Regions from separate parts of the Mus musculus genome. Here region 1 is linked to region 2. Evidence: chromatin contacts called from public Hi-C data. All regions are on one chromosome and are shown on one strand. The core of a region is the stretch at or near the end of the contact, and the rest is flanking DNA. Distances in the headings are between cores, read along the strand shown.

What was found. A called contact is a pair of places that touch in the nucleus more often than the background predicts.
Region 1: a contact with region 2 is called in a Hi-C map of cerebral cortex, with 3 times the contacts expected there. The contact joins two enhancer-like sites. A contact is called at or near these places in 8 of 484 Hi-C or Micro-C datasets (cerebral cortex, cortical neurons, embryonic stem cells and 2 more), 4 of 115 datasets of contacts at active chromatin or transcription factors (SST interneurons, embryonic stem cells and forebrain) and 1 of 9 other capture datasets (embryonic stem cells).

What each region holds. Positions count from the first base shown.
Region 1 is chr6:32,181,640-32,186,914 of GRCm38.p6, reverse strand. It overlaps Plxna4 (plexin A4), which reads left to right. Exons shown (of 32, transcript NM_175750.3): 22 at 1,353-1,621; 23 at 4,161-4,227; 24 at 4,981-5,127. Among named protein-coding and RNA genes, the nearest start is that of Gm13850, 72 kb to the right of the region's middle. Within about 2 kb of position 2,939, at least 14 of the 459 cell types and tissues checked have an H3K27ac peak or open chromatin away from gene starts, as enhancers often do. A contact at or near this core is called in cerebral cortex, where this site is marked.
Region 2 is chr6:31,935,153-31,940,171 of GRCm38.p6, reverse strand. No RefSeq gene overlaps it. Among named protein-coding and RNA genes, the nearest start is that of Gm31894, 80 kb to the left of the region's middle. Within about 2 kb of position 1,726, at least 46 of the 459 cell types and tissues checked have an H3K27ac peak or open chromatin away from gene starts, as enhancers often do. A contact at or near this core is called in cerebral cortex, where this site is marked.

The DNA of each region.
Region 1 (5,275 bases), core at 1,690-4,189, 250 kb before region 2:
ATTGAGTTATCATCCCTGTCCCAGTCAGTGTTTAAATAGTGCTGTATGAAGAGTGAGCCTGCTCTAGTGTCTGTCTTCTACATTCAGCATTTATCACTTTGCTATGGCTAGTAGTAGGTCATTATCAGGACAATGGAGCATCCATCCGTTCCCTTGCTGCTAAGCATCTGGGAGACACCAGCCTGTGGTTCCTCTGAATAGAGAGCCCTTTCTGGACATCTCCGTCCTCCATGCTCAGCTAAGTGGCTGCCATATGGCTTTCAATCTGATTGTACTCTTTTCCCAAAAAACCTAACCTGAAGAGAGGAAGGTTAAGTCCCTCCTCCCCTGGACTAAGAACAGCATGGTGCTCCTTAGAGACCACCTCTCCCTTTCCTAAAGTAGGTCCCGTTGGGTTCCCTAAGAGATAAATGAACTTGTGTAAGCTTACAATGTGTGGAGGTGACAGAGTCCGGGGGAGATCCAGTCCTCTTGATGGTTTGACCATAGAACCTTTGGAGTCAGAGGAGGAAGGTGGATGTTAGTTTAGCCGGGAGCCCTGGCCTGGTAATTCCTCAGGCAGGACACAAACCACAGCAGTTGTGGCCTCTCAAAGCTCCAGAGAATTAAAAGGTGCACTGGGACGCAGGCCTGCGTTAGTTCTGCATCACCATCAGGAAAGAGCTCAGCCTCTAGAGTCTAACATTGGGGGGTTCAAATTCTATTCCTACTTCTTGTGAACTTCGGCTAATTCTCCTGGTCTTAGCGACTGTGTCTCAAAACTGCAGGTACTTAACTACTTTGCAAGCCATGATGGAGGTTGTCTTAGTCAGGGTTTCTATTCCTGCACAATCATCATGACCAAGAAGCAAGTTGGGGAGGAAAGGGTTTATTCGGCTTACACTTCCACATTGCTGTTCATCACCAAGGAGGTCAGGACTGGAACTCAAGCAGGTCAGGAAGCAGGAGCTGATGCAGAGGCCATGGAGGGATGTTCTTTACTGGCTTGCTTCCCCTGGCTTGCTCAGCCTGCTTTCTTATAGAACCAAGATTACCAGCCCAGAAATGGTCCCACCCACAAGGGGCATTTCCCCCTTGATCACTAATTGAGAAAATGTCCCACAGCTGGATCTCATGGAGGCATTTCCTCAACTGAAGCTCCTTTCTCTGTGATAACTCCAGCTGTGTCAAGTTGACACATAAAACCAGCCAGTACAGAGGGTAAACAGATACTAGGCCCCATCATGCATGACAACTGAGAAGGACTTGGTTGTGTTAGCCGGATCAACTGTGTGCACAATAGAGGGGCCTGTTCTTCGGGCAGTTAGCGAGGCAGCCAGAAGCTCATGTTAAGATCCCAAATCTCCCCGCAGGTCCCAGGCTACCGGCAGGAGCGTGTGGAGAAAGGACTCAAGCTCTTCGCCCAGCTCATCAACAACAAGGTGTTCCTGCTCTCTTTCATCCGCACTCTGGAGTCTCAGCGCAGTTTTTCCATGCGCGACCGAGGTAACGTGGCCTCCCTCATCATGACGGTACTTCAGAGCAAGCTAGAGTATGCCACTGACGTGCTGAAGCAGCTACTGGCTGACCTCATTGATAAGAACCTGGAGAGCAAGAACCACCCCAAGCTGCTGCTCAGGAGGTGAGAAAGGCCTACGGTGGCCAGCTGGGGTCAGAGTATCCCCTACCCCAGCCCAATCCTAATGTACGGCTCGTGGAAGCCCTCAGGTTCACCAGGCAGGCTGCAGAGGGATCAGCTATGTTTCCTAAGGGTGATGCACTGACCTGTGAGAGGCCACTCCCACATGTTACCTGGGTGTCCACAGCCCAGTTCATCCTGTACCTGCTTTCCATTATATTCCTGACCTTCTGAATTGTACCATTTCCCCTGTCATTCTGGGTCAGTGATCAGTTAGGCCACGGCCTGGCCTCACCTAGGCCTGGACTAGAAGTAGAACAAGACCACAAGCTGCCCGTGAGCCCGTAACAAGAGCAGAATACAAGCATATAGACAGAAAGCTATGTAGGCCTCTGCCAGACCTGATGGGGACCTACATTTTAACAGGGAACTAAGTAAGTAATTAAAAAGTTCCCATTTGAGAAACAGGAAGTGAAAGTCTTAGGACAACTGACTCAGTGCAGCCCAGCAAACAGGTCCTGACCCCTGCCATAGGCACAGGACTTACTGCTGGACAGTCAGATGCTGTTAGGTGTCCTTATGCCTGTGGCCAGTCTCCTGACACAAGCAAGTCAGAGTAGGAGTGGTTTCTTGCGGCTCATGGTTTGAGGAAATACAGGCCATCATGGTGAGCAAGGGATTGGCAGCTTTGTGTCCAGTGGTTTGCTTCCTCCTGCCAGGCCCCATCACTTAAAGGTTCCATGACTGTTCAAAGCAGTGTCACCACCATCTGGGGACCCAGCGTTCAAACCTGTGAACCTGTAGAAAATATCTCCTTTGAACCATAACACATGTTTCTACCACATGTTTTGAAAACTCACAAGGTTAGACAAGTGTCAGCCCTGTCTGCCCTGGGACTTTGACTTGGTTAGAAAACCGCAGGTACTCCATTCTCGGCTTGCTCCCCTTGAACGATGAGCATATCGCTTCTTAGTTATTAATCCAATGTCCAGCCCTGTGGCACATCTGCAGTTAGAAAACACCATGAAAAACACCTGTCCCCAGCTTTCTGCTCAGACCACCCCATCCCACCTGACCTCTGCCCCGTGGTTTCCATGTCAGACTCCAGGCCTCTCAGGATTGCTCACCGGTGACTGGCAGCCAGATAGACTTAGTTTTCTGAACAGTTTGCTCTGGGATTTCTCTGGTGGGGAGGGAGGGCACTTGTGCACACAGCTGCAAAAGGCTCCAGTGCAGAGGAGAATCCCACAGCTCTGCCAGCGGCAAGGTAGATAATTTTGATTTTTGTTTTACTTTCGCTGTGTAGCCACCCACTGGCATAATTCTAGGGTTGCCGCTGCTTGCTAGCACTCCCACTGACAACTTCCTGGCGTGGTCTCATGGTCTCACTCTGGGGCTCTGTCTTCTCTCCTTATTTTCTGCTTGTGCTCCCGGATGCTTCTGCACTGTTGTCCCACCCCACCCCCTGCCACTTCCTTCTTTTCTTCTTGCCACTGGCTGCCCCCCCCCCCAACCTCCAACATTCTTCCTTCTTTCCCTTCCCTGGCTTCACTGCCAACCAGCAGCTATCTGGACACCTGGAGATTTCAGTTAACAACTAACAACTGTGTATTTAAATCCACCAAACCTATCAGGATGGGCTAATTTGTCTCTGGAGCTGGCCATGCTCTCAACCCAAGTTTCAACCTAGGCTGTCCACTTGCTACTGGCCCCATTTAGCTACTGGGCACTTGAAATACGGCCAGTGTGCATCCTAAATCAACAATGCCACCACAGCATCCACTTTTCCAAAGAAAACAATAAGAAGGCTTGCATTGTGACATGTTAGACTCAAATAAGTATTGCCTGCTGTTGCAGCGGCCTTTGAGGTAGGACAATGCTATGGCCCTCCTCTGTGTGGCTGCCAATGCTGTGGGTCTAAATAAGGCAGCAGGATTTATATGGAATACCTGGTCTCTCTATTGTGATTGACTTCCTATGTCCCGCTACAGATTCCTCTTTTCTTCCTATGTCCCACCTAACTGGTACCCCCTTGTTTCCTGTTCTATTTCTCCTTTCTTTCTTATCAATAGGGATGTGCCCATCAATGCATTCTCAAATTTTTCTAAGGCTGTTCCATCCAATAGGAAAACTTCTACCACATATAATGACTCAAATCTAAATTCACTAAATAAAGTGTGTAAACTTCAGCTCCTCAGACCCACTAGCCACATTTCAAGTGTTCAGGGGCCACGTGTGGCAAGTAACAACTGGACAACATAGGTGAGGACCTTTGCCATCACTGTGAAGTGGTATAGGATGGTACAAAGAAGACCCCCACATAGGCCATATGCATGCCCAGATGCCAAGATCCAGATTCCCAGACAGAGCTCTGTTCTCAGCCCCGGAGCCTGGCAAGCTATAAGATTCTGCTGTGTGTTAGGTTACCAGACTCTGAAGTCTGTAACATGCTGGCAGGTTCTCCCCCATTCTATCCAGCCCATGGCCTCTGACCAATCACCTCTTGTCTTCTTTCTCCCATCCTCTCTATGACTGATACCAGGACGGAGTCGGTGGCCGAGAAGATGTTGACTAATTGGTTCACTTTCCTCCTCTACAAGTTCCTCAAGGTAGGATGGGATGAGGACCAATTTCCAGCCCGTCTTCCTCCCCTATGTGTAAGCCTTTACCTCCTGGGCCTGCCCAGCTTTACAACTACTGTGTCCATTCTTTTGGAGCCTGATGCATCCAATCCACAAGAAATGAAGTTCTTTATTGTCAGGGAACTGAATTGAAGAGCGCTCCCTGTCTGGTCCTAACTTCAGAAACAACACCCTCTGTGGTTAGTTCTTTCCACATGAGGAGTACCACTGAGACGGTTCCATTTGGTCCAAAAGCTAATTCCCCAATTTTAGCTGAGCACACGTTACCTGTAAGTTCCTGGTGTCCTCTCCCTTCCCAACATCCTCTTCTTCCTCCTAGTACCAGACTTATGGAAGCTGATTAAGGATCCTAGAGCAGGCACATAAGGCATGATGCTGCAGATGAGCCAAGGATGTGCCTAGGAGGTGGAAGAGCAGAGCCGCTGGGCTTTCAGTCACAAGCTTCAGTGGACCAGCCTCTGCTGATGTGGTGGGGTAGGAGAAAGAGCAGAAAGGAGGGGAGGAGGGGAGAAAGGAAGGACAGGCTCTGAACAGGTGGCAAGAAGGAGCAGGACCACCTGGGTCTACAGAGACAGGGCCCATGCAAGTCTGAAGAGTACAGAAGGGGTAATGGGAAAAGGCAGCCCAGAAGCAGGCAGGACCAGGAAAGCCAGGGCAGTGGTGGTGCCCTGCATCTCTTGGCTCCCTGAGCTCTAAGCATGGGATTCTTCTCTCATGCAGGAGTGTGCTGGGGAGCCACTCTTCTCCCTGTTCTGTGCCATCAAGCAGCAGATGGAGAAGGGCCCCATTGATGCCATCACCGGAGAGGCCCGCTACTCGCTAAGTGAGGACAAACTCATCCGACAGCAGATTGAATATAAAACCTTGGTGAGTATCCTCAGTGCTCCCCTTAGCTCTGGCAGGTCAGCTCTCAAACCACATCTCTAACTTTATCTGCTGTAGGGCCCAGGCAGGGGCTCCCCTGTGTGTGCCCAACTCTGTTTCCGGTGGTCCATGCACCACGGTATCCCAGTGG
Region 2 (5,019 bases), core at 477-2,976:
TTAGGGATCAATGTGATAGTTGGAGGGGTGCTTGAGTTTATGTGTGGGTCTGTTGAGGGAGTGGGGAGGAGAAGGATGCTGGGCCGGTGTTTACTGACGATGCTCACCTGTGCAAAGTGTGCTTGCATTTTATTACAAGTATATCTTGCATCACAGGTACACACGCATACAGCTGTGCCTCCTCTTGTGCCCTATTGAGACACCCAGTCTCTGGGTGTCTCAAATATCTATGGTCTGTCTACATGAACAGACAGGGGACCAGAGGGCTGCCAAAATGCCCCTAACTCACCAAGACCCCCTGCAGGTCGGGAAGTGTACTGGCTGGTTTGTGTGTCAACTTGACACAGCTGGAGTTATCACAGAGAAAGGAGCCTCCCTTGAGGAAATGTCTTCGTGAGATTCAGCTGTAAGGCATTTTCTCAATTAGTGATCAAGTGGGGCAGTCCCCTTGTGGGTGGGACCATCCCTGGGCTGGTAGTCTTGAGTTCTATAAGAGAGCAGGCTGAGCAAGCCAGGGGAAGCAAGCCAGTAAGGAATATCCCTCCATGGCCTCGGCATCAGCTCCTGCTTCCTGACCTGCTTGAGTTCCAGTCCTGACTTCCTTGGTGATGAACAGCAATGTGGAAGTGTAAGCTGAATAAATCCTTTCCTCCCCAACTTGCTTCTTGGTCATGATGTTTGTGCAGGAATAGAAACCCTGACTAAGACAGGGAGGTACATGTTTCTAAGGGTTCCCCTTATCTTCCTTTTCTCTCTTCCCTCTCTGGTATCTTCCAGAAATAGTCCCCTTCCTCCTGCTTCTCCACAGAGTCAGATAGAGAAGTATGCTTGACAAGAATTCAGAGCTGCAGTCCTTAAAGCAGAAAGGCCTAGAAACCAATGCCAGCCACCCATTCTGTGGATGGGCATACTGAGGCTCAAAGACACAAAGGATTTTTTCTCCTATGTGCCCAGAGAGGTCCTTGCAGAGCCAAGACCACAGCTTGGTTTCCCCCATCCTATCACACCACCTTGTCTTCAGTGCAGGAAACCTTCCTCCCACTCAGGTCAGAGCTGCGGTGTAGTGTTGCTGATGAGCATGGCTGTTCAAGGAGATGGTCGCAGCATCTGCAGGTGATGCTCACACTAACTGTCTCAAGGACATGGTGACCAGGTAGCCTTCCTCCTCAAGGAGCAGAAAGAAGGCAGCAGCAGGGATTGGAATGGGACGGTCTGCCTGTCAGTCAACCTAGTCCCCTGAGTCCCCCAGACATGGCTCTGGCATGCCAGAGGGCTGAGGCCAGTATGCTCTACGAAAGAACTGAGAGAAAGGTACAAACCCAGGCTTGAGCCCTGGAAGGGACTTTAGAGATGATCAATTTTTAAATAATCTCCGCTTCATATTCAGAAACTTGACACACAAGGGCTTGGTGACCTGCCCAAAGAAACATGGAGAGATCGCCAAGTTTATAAACCCTGCCCCTCCACCCCACTCCCACCCTATTAGGAATTGATGCTTCTCTGCTCCTCTGGGAACAGTCTGACCTGTGCTCAGATGAAATGCTAATCCTGAGCGACTCACCGATGTGGTCAGTACGCTCTGAAGCCCCGCCCCCTCTTCTCCGTTTTCTTCCCCAAGCCACTCTGCTTCCTTAAAGGCAGAACAGATGAGGAAGGCACACACACAGATGTGCCAGGATCTGCAGCTGGCAGGCTCGGAAGCCCTCTCTCTTAAGCATTGCTCCACCCTAGCCTGCACCAGTAGCAAAGAAGTAAAGACCTCGCGGATGAATGAGAACGGGGCGGTGGGAAACCCAATTCGTTCTCCAAGGACACGAGCGCCCTCTGCTGTTCGCATGATGAATTACGGATTCGGACTAAACCGCATGAACGCAGCAGCTAAGTCTCACCAAATCAAGAGGGTTGCAGCCACCACCACCACCACCACCACCACCACCACCACCACCACCACCAACAACAACAACAACAACAACAACAACAACAACAACAACAACAACAACAACAACAACAACAACACATAACTAAAGAAAAGACCAATAAAAGTGAGACCCAAAGTGGAATCTGGGAGGAGAAAAGCTGCCTGAGTTCTTCTATGTGGACCTTCGAGCAAAGTTCAAGGTCCTGCCCATTCCCCATTTACCCGCTTTGTGCTCCCCAGGTATTTTCTAGTTTGATTTCAAAGCAAGCTGTGTAGTGATTTGGGGGTAGGGGGAGCCTACTTACTCCACAACCTCTTGAGTTCTGAGAGTTTATAAATATTCACCTTGGCAACTTTGAGCACAGATCAAAGCTACAGTAGATAGGATGAAGGACTAGAACGCTGGGATACAGCTCCATGGCTGTCACTTCCTACTCGTGTTGGACCTTTCTGTGCCTCGCTCTCCTCATCTGTAGAATGGGTCTTCTGAGTCCTAGGGAATTCCCTTAGGTAACAGATGGTGCAGTTTTGGCAAGCCAGGGTGGAGAGATCCGATTCAGGCCCCCGACCCTTATCAGTTTTCTTCCCTGTTTTGTGAGCAGTAGTGAGGTAAAGGGGTTACAGAGATAGGACACTGTCTTGCTCCATTTCTCCACATGGGTGACCACAGAGCAAGGCCTCTGGTAATTCTATTGCAGCCTTGGCGATTTACTGAGCTCCTATTAGTAGGCAAGGCCTGCTGTGTAAATTCTGCGGGCTCCTGAGGACTGGTGCTCAGGAAGACAGGAGGGCACAGAGTAGAGATCCCAGAACAGCATAGGAGCCTTGAGATTGGAGCCTGGGAGGCCAAGGACAGGCCAGCTTCCTCTGAGTCTAGCATTTCCCGAGGCCAGCCCTGAAATGACTTTCCTTGTCTAAAAGGTCAAGGTCATGGGCTTGGGGGTGTAGTGCTGTAAGGCAGAGCGCTACCATGTGTGTCTCCCGACAGCTGCTCTGTCTCCTGGTCTCAGTGACAACACAGCCGTTAAGGAGACCTCGCCCGTGATCGGTGTGGAGGATGCGCGTACATTATCATATGATCATGGCATTCGTCAGCGATCCCTTTCCTATTTTCTGCATGAGGCTCCCTTATTTGAATGTGTTTCCTCAACAGAAATGAGAACTCTTCTTTGTCCCTTCTTCGGTCCCAGAGCTGTGGTGGGGCGGGGATATCCCAGGTGCATCTGCGAGGAAGCTTCCAGAGGGACCCAGAATGCTATTACTGAAGGCTAAATGTTCCGTGGCTAAAAGCTGCTGTAGCAATCTTGGCATCCACTCTGTTTGAATGGGTACATTACTGTAATGTCCCATTGCTGCCGTCAGCACGCAGAGGGCTGGGCTATTTGTAACCGCTGAGACGCCTGAGCAGCAACATAAAGATCAAATGGTAGAGACTTCCTCTGCCTCAGCTGAGACAACCAGGCTCAGGGCTTTGAATTTGGCCGGCCACCTACCTCAGAAGCTGTGGCCCAGGGCTTCTGGTGTGTGGGAGCGCTACGGGGAGAGGAGGGTGGTAAGACAGGGTGGGCTAGAGAGAGAAAATAAGGGGAGAGGGCAGAGGCAAGGTGTGGACCCAGGAGCGAAGACTTCGGCATAACTCCACCCCCACGCTCCTGAACCCTGTCCTGAAGCCACCATCTGCCCCCTATCCAGCCCCCTCTGCCCCTCAGATCAGGTCGATGACTTCAAGGTGTTCAGGAGAGCAGCTGCAGGTTTCTACCCCTGCTATCACACACAGAAGAAGATGCAAAACCAGTCGCTCCCCCAAGGTCCAATGTGGGTGCAGGGAGGGCTGGGGGACTTTTAGTGTTCTGGATGGAATTTAGAAGGTGAGAGGAGATGAAAATACGGTAGGAGGGATCAATATGTCAAGATCATGTTACCACGCACTCAAGGCTACTTCTGCCTTATGTGGCGTTAAACCTCCCCGCCCCACACACCACCACCACCACCACCACCCCACCCCGCCAAGTCGTTATGTGGTCTGGTTGTTCCTGTCCGTGGGTCCCCATCCACACCCTGGGAGTTCATATGAGCTTTGATCATGTTGATTTAAAGGGGCTTGTTTTCTTGGCCTCCTCTGTCCCCTCTGGCTCTTACCCCCTCTCTGCTTCCTCTTCCTCGGGGTTCCCTGGGGGGGGGGACTTGATGGAGACACCCCATGTAGGGATGAGTGCCTCTGATCTTCTCTATACACTGCCAGCTGACACCCTTATGGCTGTGTGGTGGTGTGTGATACCTCCCCTCCCCCGTTTACACACAGTCTCCTCTAGCCAGGCTGTGCCTTTCAGCCTAGGTGTGCTGGTGGCCACTTCACTTCTGTCCCTCCCGTGTCCTATCACATCACCAGGATTCTTCCCAACCCATACTCATCGAATTTACTTATTTGTGTGTGTGCACACACACATACACACACTTTTGTGCATGCACAAGTCCATGCACAACTGTACCCTGGTGCTTGTGTGGAGGCCAGAGAACAACTTAGAAAAATCATTTCTCTCTTTTGACCCATATGGGTCTGGTATTCAAACTCGGGCAGTCAGGCTTGGCAGCATCACCTGCTGAGCCACTTCACCAGTCCCTCATTCTTATATAATTATGGCAATTTATATACAGTGTAATGGTAATTACCTTAGCCAAGCCACTCTTGTGCAATATGGCAGCACTAAGTACAACTCTGGTGGTACACAAGCGCCATCACTATCTATACCCAAAGATTTCCGTCATCTATAACACAGCTAAACACTGCAAACTGTCAGTCCCCATTCCCTCTTCTGCGCTCCCCCATCATCCAAACTCTGCATCCTCCCTCTGTGGGTTTGACTTCCCTAGGACCCTCACCTGGGTAAACTCCGAGTCAATTCACCATCTCATGCCTGACTCATTTCACCTAGTGCAATGCTTCCAAGATCCATCCATGTTGTACCACATATCACTTTGCCGTACCAAATTTTCACTGATAGTCACATAGCCAATTAAGATCCCACTGTAAACCACACTTCTCCATTCATGCACCAGTGAGCGCCTAGATGATTCCAGGCTTCTAGCTATGGTGAATAATG